Regions from separate parts of the Mus musculus genome. Here region 2 is linked to region 1. Evidence: chromatin contacts called from public HiChIP or PLAC-seq data. All regions are on one chromosome and are shown on one strand. Each heading gives the region's core, a stretch centred on a gene start, on an enhancer-like site or on the middle of the called end of the contact. The rest is flanking DNA. Distances are from core to core; before and after follow the strand shown.

Evidence for each region. HiChIP or PLAC-seq counts read pairs in DNA pulled down with a chosen protein or histone mark.
Region 2: a contact with region 1 is called in an H3K4me3 HiChIP or PLAC-seq map of the SCID.adh cell line, with 11 read pairs. The contact joins the enhancer-like site here to the promoter of Tfrc in region 1. A contact is called at or near these places in 5 of 39 promoter capture datasets (the C10 cell line, the HPC-7 cell line, cranial neural crest and 1 more), 1 of 484 Hi-C or Micro-C datasets (pancreatic cancer cells), 4 of 115 datasets of contacts at active chromatin or transcription factors (the SCID.adh cell line, effector CD8 T cells, memory CD8 T cells and 1 more) and 1 of 9 other capture datasets (adipose tissue).

Annotation. Positions count from the first base shown.
Region 1 is chr16:32,605,961-32,612,585 of GRCm38.p6, forward strand. It overlaps Tfrc (transferrin receptor), which reads left to right and starts at 2,936. Exons shown (of 19, transcript NM_011638.4): 1 at 2,936-3,076.
Region 2 is chr16:32,189,013-32,195,595 of GRCm38.p6, forward strand. No RefSeq gene overlaps it. Among named protein-coding and RNA genes, the nearest start is that of Bex6, 13 kb to the left of the region's middle. Within about 2 kb of position 1,374, at least 134 of the 459 cell types and tissues checked have an H3K27ac peak or open chromatin away from gene starts, as enhancers often do. A contact at or near this core is called in the HPC-7 cell line, the SCID.adh cell line, adipose tissue and 2 more, where this site is marked.

The DNA.
Region 1 (6,625 bases), core at 1,686-4,185:
CCTGGCAGTGGTGGCACATGCCTTTGATCCCAGCACAGGGAAGGCAGAGGATCTCTGAGTAGGAGGTCAACTTGGTCTACAGAGTGAGTTCCAGGACACCAACTCCCAGTGATCTGTCTACCTCTTCCTCCAGTGTGCTTCCATTAAAGGTGAGAACCACCCAGCCTGGTTTTGTGAGAACGCTAGTGCATATGATAGTGAGAACTCTAGTGCATATGATAGTGAGAACTCTAGTGCATATGATAGTGAGAACTCTAGTGCATATGATAGTGAGAACTCTAGTGCATATGATAGTGCGCCTGTGCACCTTTTGGTGGAACTGGAAGAATCCTTTTGTTGGTTTTTATTTTGAAAAGCAGTCTGCGGAAGATTGACTTCTGAAAATGGGTAGTTTAAATAAAAGTTATCCAAACTATGTTTCATGTGGCCCCCACCCCCACCCTGCCCCCACCGGCATGGCCTCACTAAGTGGTTCTGGATGTCCTGGTGTCCACTATGTAGACCAGGCTCACAGAGATGGCATTAAAAGCTAACCAAGCATGTTTCATTTCAATCCTGTAAACTACTGAGCCTCCTGGAGTAGAAGAGAAAACGCTCACTTTGGTTGTCATGCTAACAAGAAATGACAATCCATGACAAAATAGGTGAATGTATAGAATAGGAGGCAAAAGAAATGGTTTCTTTTCTATTCTGTTATATACAAGCTCTGCAACAAAGGAAGACAAATTACCATTCATTTTCTTGAGGTTGCAGAGGAGGGGGAGCCTGCAAACCTCCCGGCAAAAGGGGTTAGTGGGGGAGTTAATCATATCGAGTCCACTATCACTCGATAATGCATGAAAAGAAAATTATTACCACTTCTCGGCCTTTTGGCTAAGATCAAGTGTGAAAAGAAAAATATTGGCATTCTCTTTGATGTTGACTTTATAATTTCTGTTAGTTAGTATAAAACTACTACTTGCAATTCCATAGAAACAAATAGTATTCAATTGCATTTCCTAAACCATTTATTTATTTATTTATTTATTTATTTTCACAAAGGTATCAAATTTTCACCCCAGGCTTGGTGCAGCTCAGTTAGTAGAGAGCTTGCCTACCACCCAGGATGCCCCGGGCTCCTTCTTTAGCATCCTGGGTGTAGTAGCATAGGCTTGTACTCCCAGCACTTTGGAGATGGAGACTGGAGGATTAGACCAGCCTGGGCTACATGAGATCAAGTCTCCCTCTCCCCCTCCCTCTCTCTCTCTCTCCCTTTCTTTCTTCTTATTGGATATTTTATTTATTTACATTTCAAATGTTATCCTCTTTCCCAGTTTCCCCTCCACAAACTTCCTCTCCCATCTCCCCGAGACCCAGTCTTTAAGAAAAAAAATTTTTTTTTTTTTTTTTGCCATAAGATGGCCCAGTAAATACCTATGTTTGATCCTGCACAAGATGGGAGGCAACCAACTCCCAAACATTGTCCTCTGACTTCATGAGCACCCAGGTTCATAACCACACACACACACACACACACACACACACTAAAAATAGAATAAAAAATTTAAGTGAAACAGAAAGACCTTCACTTCAAACTGCCATCATTGTTTTCATTTGTTTTTTGAGATGGAGGTTCTTGCTGTACAGCCTAAGCTGGCCTGGAAGTCACCCATCTTTCTGCTCCAAATTCTGAGCTATGGGGGTACCAAACACTGCTGTGTGCTTCTGTGCTTCTCTTACAGGGACTCAGTCTATAGCCGGAATCATTATTTCTTCTTTTTTTTTTCTTCTTCCTCTTCCTCTTCCCCTTCCTCTTCCTCTTCTCTCCCATCCCCCTCTCCCTCCTCCTCTTCCTTACCCCCTCTTCTTCCTCTTCCTCTTCCTTTTTTGTTTTTTGTTTTATTGTTTTTAGACAGGGTTTCTTTTTGTAGCCCTGGTTGTTCTGGAACTCTCTATGTAGACCAGGCTGGCCTGAACTCAAGAGATATGCCTGCTCTGCCTTTCACTGGAATTAAGGCCTGTGCCACCAAGACCTGCTTATGGTCTGAATTTCAGAGATCTCTCAATGGCTGTGTGCTCTGGCTTTATATATATTTTCTGGAGTAGTACAATTTGGACAAAGAAGGGTCTAAAGGGACCAGCAGTTAGTAAATCCCAAATACGCGTTGAATTTTAGAGCAGATAAGCCAAAGGTCAAATTCGTGGCTGGGAAGTAGATTAGTACTTTAAAAGACATTCCCAGGGTCCCTAAGGGCTCCATCTGGGAGCGCGCTATCTGTAGTCCTGTTGTGGTTTAAGATACCACTCTCTTTGTTATTTGTAAATTTACCACAGGCTGGGCAGTAAAGTACAGATAGGAAGAAAAGAGTGTGAACGTTTGCAGTTTTAACAGAACTCCTTTTATTTGCTATGCATTGCAACAACCCTCTAAAAGCAATAATGGCGATAAACATGCAAGTTAATCTACAACTTTATCACCCTAGTAAATCATTGGTTCCTATTTCCCTTCCATAGGCTGAACATAGTGAGCACTGGTAGCTCTTTGCTTGGCTTAAGCGCTGCTTGTTAAAATCTAAAAAAAAAAAAAAAAAAGATTTGCAGTTTTGCTTTAAAGTTTTTCCTTTAAAGCATCTCTGAGCTGCAAAAACTCGTCTTTAGGATATGGTTTTGGCGGAGACCTAAGCCTGCAAGTAGGAATATTTTAAAGAGTAAAGGCTGATACTTTCGAACTTGCACCGCAGGGTTGGGTGTCGGTCAAGGTTAGGCGGAGGGCGACAGGCCAACTCCAAAGACACGGCGGGGGAGGGGTGCGGTGGAGAAAGCGAGCCGCAGCCAATCGCACGCGCTCTCCCGACACCTGCCGCCTTGGCGCCTTTTCTAGGCTACTCCGCGCACGCACTGGCTGCGCGCGCAGTTCGCCTCCAGCGGTCTTGGGGGAGCACCTCGGTAGGTGTACGTGCGGAAGGAAGTGACGTAGATCCAGAGGGCCGGCCGGGGGGTGGGGCCGAGCTATAAGCTTTGGGTGGGAGGCAGCGCTGCCTTCAGAAGGCGTGCGGAGCGCGGGCTGCTGCATTGCGGACTGTAGAGGCGCTTCCTAGTGAGTGACTCCCTTGTCAGCGGCACGGCCCATCGTGGTCCTCGCGTGGCGGGCGGACCAGAGCGAGACGCCAGGGCCTGGGTGGTGCGGGCGGGGAGGCGGAGGGGTGTCGCGGAGTCCGGGGCTGAGGAGCGCGGGTTGCAGGTGCAGCGCGGTGGGTGTGGGGAGCCGCTGTACCCTGCGCCCCTCGGGTCCTCCGGGCCTTCGCAGGCCAGTGCTAGGCCGCGGGTTCGAGAGTCACCACGCTGAGGCGCAGGCTTGTTCCGCCGGGAGCACGTGGTGGCGGCTGGAGGAAGTCGCCCCAGGGAACGGCTGTCGGGGTACGTGGGTGACCTTGGGGCCCCTCGCAGGAGGGCGTCACAGCTGAAAAGGACAAAGCTGTTTTCTATTCGGTTACTAGTGTCACGGACATTTAGAGGGGCGGGGGGAGCTTCCAATAACTGCACGTTGGAACTTCGGCACCACCTGGTCGGTTTTTTTGCCAGTCTCTCCCTCTTGGCCCAGCGTGTGGAATCTCATTTTTCTAGGGCAGAATAGGTCTGAACGCTGCAGGTAATACTAAGAACGTCTCTAGCATCTCCTAAGATGGGAGAACGTAGAAATACGACCTCTTTGTACGAGCTCTTTTAGAACTAGCTGTAGAGAACCAGCGTGCACCCTGGTGTTGGACAGCTCTCTAAAATGGTGTTTGAGGGTAAGAAAACTGCATTTGCAAATTTTTCAGTTAGCACACTTTGTCCCGAGCGTAAAATGAAATGATCTCCTTATACTTAGGCAGAAGACTGGACTGGATTGCTGTTCAGTTTCTGTGCTATTTTTTTAAAATAGGATTTAAGTGGGAAATAGTTGTGTTACAGAAATTCTCGGCTATTCTGTGCTATTTTTTTTTAAATAGGATTTAAGTGGGAAATAGTTGTGTTACAGAAATTCTCGGCTACCTGATACTTTTATTCTAAGATTAGATGAGTTGGCTCTGAGCTGTGAAATATGACCTCTTTGACAAAGACATTTAAGCTGATTCAGGATGTTATCTACAAAGAAAACGGGATTTAGCTTGTGTGGGTCCACTTGCATTTATTTTCTGTTAAGGATTATAATAAACTGCTTTATACAGGAATCCAATATCAGCTGTTTTTTATATAGAGAGCATAATACTTTTTACTTTGAGAGAGGATGTTGTCAAGGAATGGTGGCTGTGAACCTGGCCTGTGTTGACTGGTTAGATCTGTCTGCCTAACCCCACCCTAAGGCTAAGTAGTTATATGCTTGTGGCAATGTGCTTATTTATAATAGGGCAAGATTATGGGCTAAATTTGGGTTAGACAACAATGAAAGTTAATTAAACGACCCTCAGGCCTTGGGTCTACTATGTGTAAGTGATTTCCTTCTCTCCCAGATGAGTGCTATACAAAATAAACTTCAGTGACCTCAAGTGGTTTTGACCTTTTGGTTGCTATTCAGAAAACTATGGAAATGAAAACCTGCTACCTATTTCCTATTGCCTTTTCAATTTCCCAAAGAAGGTCTCCCCTATGAATCCATGGGTAGCCTTGAACTCAGATCCACCTGCTTCTGTTTGGAGAGTGATAAGATTAAAGGCAAGTGCCACCACACCCAGCAAAGTAGGCTCTTAAAACTAAAACCTTTGCAGTCGGGCATGGTGCCACACACCTTTGGTCCCAGCACTGGGGGGTAAGGCAGAGGCAGGTGGATCACTGAGTTTGAGGTCAGCTAGTGCTGAAGAGTAAGAGCCTGTCTTTAAAACATCTCAACAGCTGGGCAGTCGTGGTCCATTCCTTTAATCCCAGCACTTGGGAGGCAGAGGCAAGTGGATTTTTGAGTTCGAGGCCAGCCTGGTCTACAGAGTGAGTTCCAGGACAGCCAGGGATACACAGAGAAACCCTGTCTCAAAAAACCAAAATATAAATAAATAAATAAAGATTGGGAGAGAAGTCAAGGATCTCATAGGTGGTCAGGGAGCTACAACTGCAGTAGTAAAGAAGTAGGACTTAAAAGAACAGGGCCGGCACTAATTTTGAGGATCTAGATCGGGCCCTCAATTAAGGAACTTCCTTTTGTGTGAACTCAGAATTTGAAATGAAATGTGCTTGTCAGAACCATTGCATGGCTTATTTTTTAATGAAAAGTCTGGCTAGTATCTGCTTATCTTCCAGCTTCCAGCTCAAAGTTAAGGTCATAGATCAAAAGAACTATGTCTTTATCTTAGTTGTATCTTAATTTTTATTAGAATTGAATGGTTTTCCTAATGTTTGGTAACATCAAAGGTGTGTAAGTAAAAGTGAGAAATCAAGATTAACTTTCTCTTGGCAAAGATTGTTGACATTGGTGACATCTTGGACCAAATGAGAATTGTTTTACTTTTAAATGTCCCATCAACAGCTCTCAGTTAGGCTGTTCTATCTGGTTTGTCTTGCCATGCTTGCAGAGTATAGATTTGACAATTTGAAAATTCAAAAAGCTATATAAATAGGTATGTTGCTATATGTAAGATTTTAAATGAGTCAGTTAAGACTTAAAGAATAACTGGGTTTATTTTATCTTGTCAGGTTATCACTGTGTAGACCAGGTTGACCTTGAAAACAAATTCTCTGCTTCCCAAGTGCTGGGATTAAAGGCGTGTGTCACTAGCTCTGACACTGGCTACTTTGGAACTACTATGGTGTTCACAAATGCAGAGTTGAGTGTTGGGATTAAATGGAAATTTCATGTCTTTTTTTTTAACTTTCCCTTCTACACAGGGCTTCTCTGTGTAGTCCTGGCTGTCCTTGTAGCTCTAGACTAGGCTGAATTCAAACTCAGATCCACCCACCTAAGTGCTGAGATTAAAGGCATGTGCCACCACTGCCCAGTTCTGAATTGTTGGGGTTTTTTTTTTGTTGTTATTCTTAATTTTAGTTCGATGAATTAAAATCGAAATAACTTGTTTCTTAGAAAAATAAGGTGTAATTGGGTTATAAAGCCAAATTTAGACATTAATACCAACAGCCTGTTTAGGCTCAAAATTGTTCAATCATTTTATTAGTATTATTATTAATCATATCAACTTGAGACCTGTTTGGGAAAGCAGAATATTTTAGGGATAGCTATTTCAGACAAGCATTAATGTGTTAGCTGTTTTTTTCCCCCTAGAATATGATTAAAATTGGCTCAGGGTGGGGCCTTCTAGTTCTGGCTCTAGCGATTGGGTCTGTTTCTGGTGAGGTGGTAGTGATAAACTGTAACAGAAGGGACAAGAGATTGGGCTTCTGAGAACATGTATGATCTGGTATGTGACTTTAATCATTAAAGCATGGGGATTCAAAAATACTAATGAATAGGCCTTAGAACTAGTCCTGAGTGTTTTGTAAAATAACAGTCTTAATTCTCCTAGTTTCTGGATTTTTTTCTTTGTCTTTGGATACTAAGTTTAAGCATTTATTTGGACAGAGTGGTGCCCACTAGCTGTTCTATTCTAGTACTTGGGAGGCAAGAGGCAGAACGAACATGGCCAGCTTGGACAACTTAAGAAAACTGAAAGGCTTGCCATCC
Region 2 (6,583 bases), core at 124-2,623, 420 kb before region 1:
TTCTTCCCTTAAGTGGATGATTAGGTTGACCCCTTCCCCCTGCCCGCCCCCATCTAGCTGTGCTCTGATACTCAACATGGGAGCCTGTGTTTAGCCTCTGGAGTCTGGGCCTGGCTGCAAAACCAGCGTTCCACTGCTTGCTATGGATGAGCTAGAGCAAGTTGCTCGACTTCCCTTTGGCCCTACATCCTGTGGGGAGTGACACACACACACACACACACACACACACACACACATGGAGAGCTCAGCCCTCCTGACTGCTGACTGACAGTTTCATCTTCCACAGAGCCCGAGGAAGTAGTGAGAGGAACTGGCACTCTGTGCCTAAATTTGGCCAGAAGGAGAAATTGGGTGCCAGAGTGGAAATGACGGGCTTGGAAGAAAGCAGCTGCACTTTCGTGGGTGACAGAATGGGGGGTGACAGGGCTTTGCTAGAGCTTTGACAGACAATGCAAGGAGATCAGAAGTTCAAGCTATCCTTGGCAACACGGTTTGGTTTTCCCAGACTGCAGTGTGGGACAAGCCCCTGTCTCCAAAAATAAAGATAAATAAGGGGTCGGAGAGATGGCTTAACAGTTCAGAGCACTTTCAGTTCTTGCAGAGAACCTGGGTTCAGTCCCTGGCATCCACACAATGTTTCACAACCATCTATAACTTTTCAGGCTCTGCAGGCACCTGCAGGCATGGGAGGTCCATATATATATAGAGAGACTTGGTACACACATAAAATAAAAGCATCCTTTTATTTATATATATTTGAGGGGGGGGTTGGGTTTTTTTTTTTTTGTTTTTGTTTTTTTTTTTTTTGTTTTTTTGAGACAGGGTTTCTCTGTGTAGCCCTGGTTGTCCTGGAACTCACTTTGTAGACCAGGCTGGCCTCAGAAATCCACCTGCCTCTGCCTCTGTTGGGATTCAAGGCGTGTGCCACCACACCCGGCAATGCATCCATTTAAAGTTGAAAGAATAGACTACAGCTTGAGAAAATACCACCTTTGGAGAAAGGCAAAGATTTTTGTAACCTCCCCGGAGGAGGAGGGGCTGTCAAACCACTAGGGACCGAACCCAGGGCTTTGCACAATCTAAGCAAGTGGTCTACCACCGAGCTGCACCCCAGCCCCAGTAAGGCTTTAAGATCCCTGTCTTGACCTGTGAGACCCCAAGCGCAGTTTCCAAAGGGAAGGGCTTCAAGAAGCCTCTTCGTCTCTGTGGGAGAAAGTGAGGCCGAGTTGGACAAGGGAGAGCGACCACAGATGAAGGTGAGGGGAAGGAGAGCACATGTCCTCTGGGAAAGTGAAAGCCACACAGGAAGAAGGCCTCTGAGGGCTTTATAAGGCAAGAAAGGAACGGGCTGCCTGCGGTCAGTACCGTCCTGTTGGCGGTAACAGAAAGCAGAACTCCTCACGCTGTGTCCTTTGCTTCTGTCTTCTCTGTCACAGGGAGTGTTCTGAGAACTAAGTCGCCCAGAGGAAAAGTCAGCGGGGGGGGGGGGGGGGGGGGGGGGGGGAGAATACTGCAACACATTGCTCTGTGCTCTGGGGTCGCTATGTGGACTCAGGGGATCTGACCAAGTAAATTACTGTCCAGTTTAGGGAGGGCCTGCACAGATTACCCCACCGGTGCTGTCTAAGGAGCAGACAGAGGTCTGGAGGTTGACACTGTAATTTTCACAACTGAAAGAAACTCCATTCCAGGAACCATAAGTCTCATCATGTTCATGCAGCCCGGACCTAAATGGAAAATTAATAAAGCTTGTATGCACCTCAAATGTATGTATGGGGTCTCCCTGACCAGGGAAAGAGGCTAGACATTTTGACTCGGGTCATTTTTGTCCTCAGGGAGGGTCTTGGTCCCTCTCTGTCTTTGAGACAGAGCTTTGCTGTGTAACCCAGCCTGCCCTTGAACCCAATATCTTCCTGCTCCAACCTCCCAAGTCCTGTGATGACAGACCCAATACCCGAATGCCACAAACATTTCAGATTAAGTGTACCAGCATTAATTATTTACATCAGAACTGTATTTTCTAAAACAAACTCCCTTTTAAGAAAATTTAATTTCTCATTGTCTTTCCATAACACTTGTTTGCGATGTTTCTTTTTTCTTTTTTGACAGGGGTTCACTATGTAGTCCCAGCTACCCTGGTACTCACTATGTAGATAAATCAGGCTAGCCCCCAGCCCATAGAGAGATCTGCCCGCCTCAAGTTCAAGGGCTGGATTAAAGGCACGTGCAATGGAGCACATCTGGTTCATATTTACATTTGTATTCATTTTTAAATTTTTACCCAAGTGGAATCTTTTTTATTGGAAACATTTTTTTTTCTTTGACATGGTGGAGCACAACCATTTGAAACTCCAGTTCCAGGAGATCTGAGGCCCTCTTCTGACCTCCATAAACACCAGGCATGCACATGGTAACAGACACATACATGCAGGCAAAACACCCATGCACGTAAGATAAAATAAATAAACCTGAAAATAGGCCGGGCATGGCGATGGTCCACGTCTTCTACCTCAGCATTCATGAGATAAAGGAGACAGGAATTCAAGACCAGCTAGAGCATCATAGTGAGTTCAAAGCCAGCCTGAGCTACATCATGAGGCCAAGGGCCACAGGGCGGTGGTGACATGTGACTTTAAACTCAGCAAAGGGGAAGCAGAGGCAGGTGGGTCTCTGTGAGTTCAAGGCCAGCCTGGTCTACAGAGTGAATTCCAGGATAGCCAGGGCTACACAGAGAAATCTTGTCTTGAAAAACCTAACACACACACACACACAGCCAAGGGCTGGAGATAGTTTGTCTAGCATTTGCAAGTGTGCAAGTGCCTGGGGTGCCCCTAAGGCACCACTGAAAAATGAAGAGCATATCCATGTGTGGTCTCCATAGCTGTCTATCCTGTGGTCAGGTATGTATATTGTCTATTCAAAGATGTTGTGCTGGCATGCGCCATGTCCCACATGACTCTTCCTACTCAGTCACCACCTCCCTGTCACTTTGTTCTTCTCAGACACTCCCCGATGTGCCTATAGTTTTCCTTTGGCTCAGTGAACATAATCCTGTACAACTTTCCAGTGTGGACCCAGGATATGGACTATGGCATATCATGTTGTCGCATTATAGGAAAGAGATGGTATGGGTAAGCTGGGCAAAGAGGGTTACGGAGAGCTTCCTAAAGGGACTGGTACAAACATGACACAGGAATTCAGGAAGCCAGGACTAGCCGACCATGTCACTAGGTCTGAAGAGAGAGAGTTCTGGTCACAAGGTGAGAGAGAGAGTCCACAGGTGATTCACAGCTCCTTCAGGAGTCCTGTGAGTGCTGGCCTAGGTAACAGCCACCCTGAGGTGACCCCACTGGGGCAAATCAAGGCAACAGGTACTCGCCTCTCATCTCTTGCCAGGGCTCCCTGCTAAGGATCCCAATAGGAAGCCAAAGGGACACCAACAGCAGCTGAGATAGTCATGCAGGTCAGAGAGGAAGTGTAGGGTAGATGCAGAGGACACTCCAGAGACCCCCTGCATGGCAGGACTTCTTGCAGCAAGGGGGTGGGCTGCCAAGTTCTCTGCTTTGTCTCTTCTGTACCTTACTAATGTGTCATGGCAACAGTCACATCTTTGTATGCTATCGTCTTCGTTACTCCTATTTTTATGAGCATGGATGTTTTGCCTGCCTATACATCTGTGTATCATGTGTGTGCCTGGCACCCAAGAAGGCAAGGAAGTGTTGGAGTCCCTGGAACTGGAAGTATAGGTGGTTGTGAACCACCATGTGTGTGCTGGGAACCAAACCCAGGTCCCCTTTGAGAGCAGCCAATGCTCTTTTAATCACTGGGCATGAGGCAAGCTGCTGCTGGGCATGATGGTGCATACCTTTAATTCCAGCACTTTGGAGGCAGAGACAGGTGGATCTCTGTGACAGCCTGGTCTATAGAGCAAGTTCCAGGACACCCAGGGCTTTTATACAGAGAAACCCTGACTCAAAAAACAAAAAAACACCTTAACCACTGAGCCATCACTGCAGCCCTTGTACAATACATTCTCAAAGAGCTTGTATAGCTAGCTCTCTTCTCTCCCTCACAATTTGTCGTGCTATAAACAGAATATAAATTATTGCATCACCAGATATTCACTTACATTAATGTTTAACTGTAGTCACATTTCTTCTGTTTCCTTCCTTCCTTCCTTTCTCTTTCTTTCTTTCTTTCTTTCTTTCTTTCTTTCTTTCTTTATCTCTCTCTCTCTTTCTTTCTCTCTCTCTCTTTCTTTCTTCCTTCCTTTCTTTCTTTCTTCCTTTCTTCTTTCTTTCTCTCGTTCTTTCAGATGGGATCTTATTCTATGGCCTTGGATAATCTGGAGCAAGTTCTTGCTTTGTAGCTCAGGCTGTCCTTCAACTTATGGAAATCTTCCTGACTCAGCTCCTTGAAAATTGAGACTACAGCTGTGCATCACCACACCTGACCCTGAGCTAGCTTTTCCTATTCTTAACATGACTGGATACCATTTTGCAGCAGGAGGCTATGGAAATCATGTAACACAGTGACTCAGTTTTATTCCCAGGCAAAACAGGAAGAGAGCAAGGAAGAGAGAGAAAAAGAAAAGGAGGGAGGGAGGAAGGGAAAGAAAAGAAAAAGAAATGCTGTAACAGCTGGGTAGTGGTGCACACCTTTAATCTCGGCATTCAGGAGGCAGAGGCAGGCAGATCTTTGTGAGTTTGAGGCCAGCCCAGTCTACAGAGTGAGTTTACAGAACAACTAGCCCAGAGAAACCCTGTCTCAAAAAAAACAAAAACAAAAACAAAACCAAGACAAAACAAACAAACAAAAAAACAAGTGTACATGTGTATGGGCCAGAGAAATGGCTCAGCATTTAAGAGTACTGGTTCTTCCAGAGGACCCAGGTTCAGTCCCTACCATCTGCACCATAGCTTACAATTGTCTGTAACTTCGGTTCCAGGGGACGCAACTCTTACACAAACATATGTACAAGGAAACAAATAAAAATAAATTTAAGATTAAAAAACAAACCAAACAAAAGGCAGCACTGGTTGCTCTTCCAGAGGACCTGGGTTTGATTGCAGCATCCACATGGTGACTCGCAGTTGTCTGTGACTCCAGAGCCAGGCCATTTGGCCTCTGTGGCCAGTGCACGTCCACAGTGCACAAATGTGCACAAACAGGCCAAGATGTTCATGCACATTAGGCGAACCGGCCAGACAGCCCAGGGGATAAAGATCCTCTCCACCAAGCCTGGCAACTTGAATTTGATCCCTAGTGCAAGTGGTGGAAGAGAGAGCCACCTTGCACAAGCTATACGCTGACCTCCACGTGCACCTTGTGGAATGCAGGCCCTACCCCACCTGTCCCCTCCCTCAAACCACAAATAAATACACAAAATAAAAAAATGCTTCAGAAGTTTATGTTCATTGAACAATGCAGGAGAATAAAAGTCAAACCATGGAATAGATGAGGAGTATTTATAACTCATATTTGATAATATCCAGAATGTGTAAATAACTCCTGTAATACAACAACAACAATACACACACACACTAAAGCTGTTCAACATGAGGGAAATACAAATCAAAATCACAATTAAAATATTACCTGTTACACCCATCAGAATATGTTATGTATCTTTTGCCACAAATGAAAAGATGTTCAAAGTTGGAAAGAACTTGAGAGATCATTTTGCCTAAACCTTTTATGTATAGAGTGGAAAACTCAGTCCACAACTGTTACTTTACTCATACTGATGAGTCCAGGGGGAACTTCCATCTTGTCCAGCTCTGCCGTGATAACTGACCGTGTCCATTTGAACGGGGCCACAGTGCCCGGGTGTGTGGTCAGTCAGACACTACCCCAAACATTTCTGCGAAATGTATATGGATGAGATTAGCATTTAATGGGGACCTTGAGCAAAACAGATTGCCAAGAGCCCCAAGCTGGGACAGGCCAGAAAGGCTGGCCTCCCAGAGAGGGAGGAAATGAGACTTCCCCCTCTTTCTTCCACCTCCTACACAGAAGAGCCCTAAGTCTTGGATCAGACTCTGGCTTCCTATAAAACAGTAGCCAAGAACGTTTGGGGAATAACTGTAAATGTTTTGAATATAGATGAAGTATCAACATTAGACAATCATAGATAATCTTATTTATCTACATTTTCAGGTTCAAGGTGATGTGGCGTTCTTATGCTGTAAATGCATGTACTGAAATACTTAAAGCAGACTGGATTATCATGATGCCTTTAAACAGACTTTTAAAGTTGACACACACCTGTGATTCCCAGAACTCTGGAGGCTGAGGCAGGATGATCTAATCCAACCTTAGCTACATACACACAGTGTGGATTACAGGTCAGCCTGGGCTACAAGAGGAGACTTACACAAAGAAATGGGTATTAAAGTAAGAGTAGGCTCGCCTGTCCCCTAGGGCACCTGGCACACAGAAGAAAGTGTTGGCTACTAAGGTAGATAGCTATGGTTATGATTAATGGCTGGGTTACACTACCACACACACCCGAAAGGAAGGGCCTGTTGGGAGCCGCGCCCACATTCGCCGTTACAAGATGGCGCTGACAGCTGTGTTCTAA